Linked DNA regions of Hordeum vulgare: region 2 is linked to region 1. Evidence: chromatin contacts called from public Hi-C data. All regions are on one chromosome and are shown on one strand. The core of a region is the stretch at or near the end of the contact, and the rest is flanking DNA. Distances in the headings are between cores, read along the strand shown. Region 1 holds the start of LOC123447831 (F-box/kelch-repeat protein At2g44130-like). Region 2 holds the start of LOC123451169.

Region 1 (4,585 bases), core at 1,932-4,431:
CTAGGCAGTTCCGACTGTGTCAACGAGCATTGTAGGAGAAAAGCACTGAGCCTAGCCAGCGTCACAACCGACCACCCGCCTCGCGTCATCGTCGCCGCAAGGCCCCGCCTCAGCAGCTCCGACTCCAGGAAGACAACGCGCGGCAACCCCTCGAACACGTCGAATGAGACAAACTGTCAAACTTCAACAGTCACTTTGGAGTCCAGCTCCGGAAAAGCACGGAGGATGCCAGTCACCCTCAAGGCAACGCTCCTAAGGAGGTAGACCGACGTGGAAGAACAACGATGTGGCCCGACTCACTTTGGAGTCTTAGGCTTTCGTCCGATGTCCATGGTCCGAAGGTGTCGGGCAAAGGTAGGGCTTCACCACGACCCTTCAAGGAGGAAAAACGACGTCTGCAGACGTTGTGCCGTCTAGGCTTTCATCCGAAGCCACGACCGACGCCATTCTCACGCAGGAGCCACCAACCTCACCGTCCGCAAACGCCGACAAGCCGAAGCCGACCAAACCGGCCAGATCTGGCGCTCACCACCGCACTACCATGGAGACCACACGTCACTGCCACGATCCCAAAGCGTGGCCAGCATCGGCACCACATCGTCGGCCGCCCTAGCACCGTCCACACCCGCCACCTTTGCACCCCGCGACAAATCGACGTGCGCCGCCACAAGATCCGCCGCGCACACGTCGTACCACCCTGGCTCAGACGAGCGCGTGTGCGCCCACGCAGCCGCCGCAGCAAGGACGCCCATCCACGCCCAGGCACCGCCATGCGCCTCGCTGCCGCCATGCCCCCACGCCGAACATCGCGCCCCTGCCGATCACCGTGTCCCGCGCCGCGATGCACCGCGTCGAAGAGGAAGATGGCCCCGCCGCCGCCCACGCAAGCCAGGATTTGCCTGGCCGTGCACGCCGGCGACGAAGAGGGAAGGCGGGAAGTGACCGCAGGCGGCGGCTAGGGTTTCGCCCAGCCGCTCGCGGGCGGGGCGAAGGGGGTGTGGGTGTCCCCTGCAAATTTCACGTTGCCCAAGCCAAGAAGATGGATGGATGCAGCTAACAGCAACCTAACGGCGTCAGGATTCCTCCCGATAATAAAAGTTGGCTACAGCTGATGCCCGTCCGTGCTAGATGGTCCAGAATCGTGGGCCAAGCACGGACGCCATAATCGGTTGGCGACGTGGGAGGAGAAACGGATGGGGACGGATAGCTGGCCGGTTCGCTGTTGCGTGGAGTGCGAGGCCTCACCTAGCGATTAATTATAGAAAGAATCGGCTGGCAAGGTCAGCTCCTCTTCGGGTCCAGCAGCCGGGGCGGCGGGGGCGCAAATAAAATGAAAAATGAAAATTGTGCGGAAAGAAACGTAAAGATGATTGTTCGACGGCGGCGAGCCACCGGCATTACATCGAGATGTGTTCAGCCACGAAACAGACGGACATTTGAGACGGTACCAGCAGCCTTTGTGAGCTGCAGCAGAACTGGATCTCGACAGAAGACGGAGGAACCACGTATGATCTTCCAATCCAACTGACAATAATATGTACAAGTACAACGACTCATTGCTAAGATCACGGAACAATCCTCCATCATCGAACACCAAAACACCACGCTGTCTCACAACAGAAATGGCAGGCTGTCTCAACAGCAAAGAGTTGGGGAGGAGAGGAGAGTTTACACCCATGGTGACAGATCTGACAAGCTACAATCCTCTAGTTATTTTTTGTTGTTTTCTTCTTGGCGATGATGCCTCATGCTTTTTTTTTTTGTTCTTTTCCTGGCGATGATTCCTCCGGAGTAGTAGTAGTTGATTGCATCCGGGATGCGCAGATCTCAGGCGATGAGACCGCGGATCTCAGATCCATCAATGGCAACTCAAGAACGTGCATACATACTCACTAGTAGTAGTAGTAGTCTTCTTGGTCGGGAGCGGCGCCGGGGAAGGATCTCATCAAACGCGGACGGATGCCAGGGAGAAGACGAAGCCGGCGAACTGCGGCGGAGGGCGCACCACGGTCCAGTTCTTGGACTTGACGTCGAACACCCACAGCGCGTGCCCGCCGCCGCCGCCGCCTCCCTCGGACTCGATGGCGCCGGTCACTACCACGCGCTCGCCGCCGCCGACGGCGACCGCGCGCGCCGTGCCGGCCTTGAGACCAGGCGGGTAAGGCCCCACCTCGAGCCAGCCCCGGCGCTCCCCGCGCCACTCCATCACGGCCGTGCCCTCGATGCACCACACGCGGCCGCGCACCACCACGTGGGCCGCCGACGGCGGGGCGCGCACGCGCTCCAGGCGGCGCCACTCGCGGGTCGCCGGGTCGAACCACTCGGCGTCCCGCTCGAACCCTCCCTGACGCCCCGTGCGGTACCCGCTGACGGCAAGGAACCGGTCGCCGGCGACGGTGGCCATGCCGTCGCACTCGTCGCGCTCCTCCGACATGTCCGGGAGCGGGTCCCAGCCGTCGGCCTCCGCGTCGTACGCCTCGGCCGTCTTGAGCGCGTTCTTGAGCTTGTCGTGCCCGCCGGCGACATAGATCTTGCCCCCCGCCTCGGCGCACGCGAAGAAGGACCGCGCGGACCGCATCGGCGCGCCGCGGTGCCAGACGCCGGTGGCGGCGTCCAGCACGTTGACGTCCGCCACGGGCTCGAAGGTCTTGGGGTCCCAGCCGCCCATCACGGCGAGGCGGGTGCCCACGGCCGCGCACTGGGCGAACATCGGCACCGGCGGGGCCGAGCTCTCGCGGTGCCACTCCCCGGTGGTGACGTTGTACACGGCCACGCCGTACGCCGGGGCGTCCTCGGGCGCCGCGTCGTCGCCGGCCACCGGGTTGCCGAACTGCATGAGGAAGACCAGATCCTCGTTGGCGCCGGCCTCGGCGCGCGCCAGGGCGAACTCCGGGGCGGCGGCGGCGCTCCGCCAGCCGCGGCACACGCGGCGCATCGAGCGGTAGGATCCGTGCGGGACGCGCGCCAGGCAGTCGACGGCGACGTCGTCGGGCATCCCCGGGATGAGGTCGACGTGGTCGGCCTCCCACCCCTGGACACGGCTCTTTGGGTTCATCATAGCTTGTGACTTGTGTGAGCTTTGCTGCTGCTTCTGGATGGCGCTCTCCGTCCGTGGGAGAGGGCGATAAATAGAAGGCTGGCGGAGCTACGGGACACGCATACTGATTGATTGGGGCCTGTGTGACAGCTGGTGAGCGAATAAGAAAAATGCAACAACTTGATGGTAAAGCTGTTGCAAGCGGCTGTTTTTTCAGCCGGATTTGTGCGCTGTTGTGTTGTTTAAAGTGAGACCCTAACATGCCCTCTCAATAATTGGACGATGTCATCTAAAAAAATTGGACGATGCATTTGCTCTTTTAGATGAAAAAAAGGCTCCTGCCCCGTTCCATTTCAAAGAAACAATACAATACAATACAATACAATAGTACAATACAGAGTTGTGCAGGATTTTTCAAGGACTACCAACGGGAAATAAAACAGCCAAGTTTTTACAAGAGAGCATACGTCGGTCCCAGCAAGGCTGGTGAATTTAAAATGATCAACGGAAAAGTTACATGATAATACAACTATGGGAAAATAAAAACATCAGAAAGTCCTACCCCATCCGCCGCTCCACCATAGGCCTGAATGATCCTTAAGGTTGCTTTCGGTTGATAGGAATTTGGAGAAGGTTTAACAGGAACTGAAGGGGATTGAATCTCATGCAAGTCAAATTCTTTCAAATCCCTTCCAATCCCTTTGGGAGAGGGAGTAACCGAACAAAGCCCAAAGCACTCCCTGCTGCTTCAGCCTGGCTCTAGCCACGGTAAATGGGGGGGGGGGGGGCTTCTTGAAGCATCGCAACGTGCCCTCTTGCATATCTTTCACGTGAAGCAAGCAATAGCCACCTTCTTCAGTAACCGGATCCTCTAACTTACACAAGGCAAGTTAGAGAGATGTCATCTTTGTCTAAAATGGGGAAGGGAAGTTAGAGAAGGCGCATTGTTCAAAAATTATTGTTGTTCGCGTTTCACTATGGTTTATCACTCATTCTATATCATTATGTTAGGTTGTGATTTACGGGAATCTAGTGAAGGGAAGTCAGGGTAACGTACCTTACGTGACTTTCCTTCCAATGTTAGATGATCTGAATCGTAACATTTCTACTTCTCAAGATAGCTCACAGAGCAGCAAACATGAACCAAGTTACTCGTTTGATTCGAGAGTTGCAAACTTAGCTAAAATTGTCCACAAGAACTCACGGTGCGATACATAATATGCAACACAATTAATGGAGCATTGGTCGATGAAGCCCGGTCGACTGCCCACGCTAGCCGGACATTGGCTCTGCCACGGCCGGTGAGGGTGCTAATAATATTCCAAACTTCAGTATCTACCACACAATCAAAAAATTAGGTGGTGATGAGATTCGGCTTCACTACACAACACGCAGGAAACATCCTCAAAATGTTGTCTCTTGCCAAGGTTATCTCTAGTTAGTAATTTGTTATTAGACAAAAGTGATAGTCTGCTAGTACACATGGTTTAGTTGTAGCCTTTTAAAGGTAAGAGTATCTGTTGGGACATATTTCTCCATATGTAGTTT
Region 2 (4,296 bases), core at 996-3,495, 450 kb before region 1:
GTACGACGTAGGTGACGATGCAGGACTCGACGCCGTCGTGGTCGGCGTCCAGCTTCTCGACGACCCACCCCGACTGCAGGAGCAGGCCCCGGCCGACGGAGCTCCGGCCCTTGGAGTCCCGTGGCAGAAGGCCCGCCGCGATCTCCTTGGGCAGCGACGCCACGGCCACCACCAGCGTGCCGTCGTCCATCGTCTGCCGTCGCTCGTACACGACGAGGTCGCGGCGGCGGAAGAGGCCACCCGCCGGCCGCTTCGAGGTGTCGCCGAACTTGAGGTGGATGATGCTCAGGTCCTCGCCCAGCTCCTTGATGTACGTCGCGTCAACCAGGTCAGACTCCCACTGCTGCACGTGATAACAGCAACAGCACATTGGATTGGTAAAATGCTCACTGGAGGATATTTTTTTGTATAGTGAACTCCAGCTAAGCGTAACTAGTTGGCAGGGTTAATAATGCAATGTTAGCGGACTAGCCTTTCTTGTGAGGAATATCAGAACAGTAGCTACATCCAAAACGGTAGAAGCTCAGTCTACCAGATGAGGGAGGAACAGGACCAATGGACCATCCGAACATGCATGGTGGGCAACCTAGCGCCATGATCACCGAGTGGTGTACTTAAAGAGGTTAGGTAGGAGTATTGATATTTTGCACCCAGCCTAGTTACATAACTTTCGAGTCAAAGAATGGCCACTGCACGTTCGTCTGTCCTATGCATCTTATTTTGTTTGCGTATATGCAAATTCACGGTTCGACTGTACTCTAAAAATATCACATGCCTTCCTTGTAGGCCTAAAAACAAAGTTACCACTAATATCGGCACTTTCAAGGGTTTGGATATCCAGTTCCTAAGTTTGCTGTTTAATTCCATTTTATTCTGTATAGTTGGAAGGAAGATGCATCTGGCTCCACATGCGCGTGGGCGTGGCCATATGGGGCGGCCATGCATGTCTGCATGCGATTGCCACCGATTAATCACAGATTGCACACATGCATGCATCTAGTTAATCATCCTCGTATGGCGTGCTCTCTGCTCGCTCTGGGATCTCGAGGTCAAATGATTTGGCTCGTACTTGTGGGCTCGCAAACTCTCGCGTGCCCGCTCGCTTGCAGCTGCTCCATGTCAGATAGTGGTAAAATAAGTGCAGTACGCACCCACAGAATCAATTACTGCCCCCCTTCACGGTTGGCCTGTGCAACGCTAGGCAGGCTGCGAATGGAATTCGGTCACGGGTGTATCAATACATAGACATGCATGTGTTGTTGGGTCGGCAAGTCACGCGACGCGTTACCGTCACCTCCGTGACCAATTAAAGCGGTCATAACTTGTCCAGCTAGTCGAGCCAGCCAGCTGCTGCCAAAGTGGCTCCGAGACTACCATCCCAGTGGTACTACTACCCAGACTAACCCATCATTATTGATAAAATAAGTACACTTCTGCTGGTTCGTGAGCCCAAATCACACACAGCGAATTCTCTGAAAACAGTTACTGTAATACTGTAGTATACAGAAGAAGAAAGAAGAAGAAAAGGAAATGAAGATTTCATATGCGTTACCTTTGCTGCGTCGACGGCGTTGGCGACGGCCATGAACTGCTCCGGCGAGACGGCGTAGAGCAGCCACCGGCTCCGGAACATCTGCCCCGTCCCCGACCGCCGCTTCGCTATCTCCACGCCGTTGCAGTACGCCAGCGTCTGCCACCCGCCGTCCTCCTCGTCGCCGCCTCCTCCCCCGCCGCGTCCGGCGCCGCCCGAGTCCGACGCCGCGAGCAGCTCCTGGATGCAGCTCTCGCTAGCGTAGCTCACGTACCTCCTCAAAGAATCCTCACTTATGGACCTACAAACAAATTAATTACAAGCCGCAAAACACGATCAGGCCTGACCTTCTTGTGATCAGAACTGAAGATCACGATACACTACTACTTGCTGACAAACTAAGAAGCAAAACGGGAGCACATATGTCAACTGATTAGCATTAGCAATCACGTACCATGACCTCGAGCAGACCGAAGGGGAGGAAGATGTGGGGGAGCTGCCATTGCTCATGCTTCTTCTTCTTCTTCTTGTCACGAACGAAGTTTGTGCTTGTGCCTAGGATGATGATGTTTTGAGATGAGGAAGAGAAATGGATGGGCAGGTATAACTATTAGGCTTTCTGGTCGATGAGATGGCCGAGCTATGTAGCTAGCGAGGCTGTATTAGCCTAGATGGAGCAGGTTTAGCTTTTATATATGGAGAGACTGGGGTTGGAGAGGCGAGGTTTTATGACGGAGAGGCAGGAAGAGTGAGTAGGAAACGGAGGTGGAGCCACATGCAGTGATCGGGGCACATGGAGATGCCAGTGACAGAGAGGGCGGTGGCCGGCCGGTGGTGGCTCTGCTCTGCCCTCCGCCATACACCACAGGGTAAAATAAAGACAAAAGGGCACTAGAAAAAACGCAAATATTTCTGTACTTTGCTCTCCATCATGCTAGTACCAGTATTTCTTTTGCTACTACCTAGGAACTTGGAACTTTACAGCATGTAACTTGATGAAGAGTTGTTGCATGTACATCACTAATTTGCCTAGTGCAATATGTGGAGTACAATGTTCAGAAAGTCTTGATTTGCACCAGAGTTGTTTGTAAGGTGATTTAGTGGTTGCATTTTAGCTGTGTATTTGATTAACTCTAGAGCAGTGCAAATGCTAAAGGTGGTGGTAAGGATATATGCTTTTCCTTTGGAGTTTGGAGACCATCACAATAAAGAGACGAAGAAGCAAAGGTAGATGCCGGGGGAAGGTTTCTGCACATGGCATGTTGGCAGGACTGCTCTACAAAGGAAAGAATTGTGGGCTTTAAGAGACTGATTTAATTATGGTTAAGTGAGGTTAAAGTTGTGAATCAAAGGAGAGGTTAGAGGATTGCTTTTGGGGCGCTTGTCCTTCTTTCCTGTGGGGTTTGGGGGCTATGATATGCTCTCATTGCCTATACATGTGCCAACCAAGCTCCACGTCGGAGCCAAGAGGACCATCGTGACCCTTTCTGTCAACTAGAATTGGTTGTGATATTCAAAGGGGTACTTAGGAAGTAGTAGGTGCCACATTTAGTAGCTCCCGACGTGGAAGAGGTGAAATGTGATAAAATGTGCAGGCTGGCAGATCAGAGTTGCCATGAGAAAATAAGTTTGTCAAATCTAGACCAGATTTTGGTTGTTTAACCTGTTGGGACATAAGAAAGAGCTTATGCACTATAAGTTACTTTGCTTGTTTTGGAGTAAGCTCGTTCTCATGTCCCATCAAAGGAATGATACTCCCTCCGTCCCAAAATAAATGACTCGATAGTGACTCAACTTTATACTTATTAAAGTTAGTATAAAATTGAATCATTTTTAAGTCATTTATTTTGGGACGGAGGAAGTATTACTTAGGACACCAATAACGCGTTGACGTTCCGTTAGAGAGGTCACCGAATGAACGAAAGTTCCCTACAAAAGGCTTGTTTGAGCTAACAACATCATCCCGGAGTGTTCCCTAGAAAAACTACTCTCACTGAACGCTCGTGAATTGCCATGCTATAATAGATCCATTTGTCATGCTATTGCAGACAGATTTGCCATGTTGAAAAAAAGGCATGCTAGCAGAAAAATTGTCGGGAATTTGCCATATCGTGGCAGAGTAAATTGCCATGCATACCGGAGATTTTCACATGACAATTTTTTTTTGCCACCTAGAGTATGAGAAATTTGCCACAAAATGACAATGATTTGCCATGTTACAAGAAGATAAATGACATGATATAACATAGAGATTTGTGATGCTGCAGAAAAGAATTGACACGCGTGTCTTCAGGAATTTGCCATGCTGCGTACGAAGAACTGCCATCCTACAAATATAAATTACCAAGATGCTAATATAGGGAAAAAAAGTTCCCTCACAAAGTGGCAACGGAGCGAAAGATTGCGTTTTGCCCAGGCCTTCCCTCCCAATGGTCTTCTCATCGAACACGCTGTGATTTGTGCAAGAAGATCGGGCAGGCCACATGGTGTTTGCTTGGATTTTGTTGGGAGCTGACATCAGTTCGTCAACATTTAGGACTGTATTTGATGATGGAAAATCTGCTATCAGAGCTTCAATAGTCTTCTGGAATCAACCCGAAGGCACTGGGTATTTTCCTTTTGAAAAGGAAAAAAGGTCCTTCAACCAAACAACGATGACAAAGGAAAGAATGATAGTGTTGCGCATCCACTCACAATGACATATAGAGAGGAGGTGAGTGAGAGGAATTTGGTGTGATGGTCGTCTCCCTTGAGGTGGATCGAAG

The links. Hi-C and Micro-C count contacts between places; a contact is called where the count stands out from the background.
Region 2: a Hi-C map of seedling shows a contact between it and region 1, with 2.1 times the contacts expected there. The contact joins the promoter of LOC123451169 here to the promoter of LOC123447831 in region 1. A contact is called at or near these places in 1 of 6 Hi-C or Micro-C datasets (seedling) and 1 of 1 datasets of contacts at active chromatin or transcription factors (embryo).

What each region holds. Positions count from the first base shown.
Region 1 is chr4H:50,071,810-50,076,394 of MorexV3_pseudomolecules_assembly, reverse strand. It overlaps LOC123447831 (F-box/kelch-repeat protein At2g44130-like), which reads right to left and starts at 3,181. Exons shown (of 1, transcript XM_045124518.1): 1 at 1,489-3,181. The coding sequence starts at 3,058. The coding sequence ends at 1,946.
Region 2 is chr4H:50,519,801-50,524,096 of MorexV3_pseudomolecules_assembly, reverse strand. LOC123451169 reads right to left here and starts at 2,245. Exons shown (of 3, transcript XM_045128181.1): 1 at 1,986-2,245; 2 at 1,553-1,832; 3 at 1-343. The coding sequence starts at 2,041.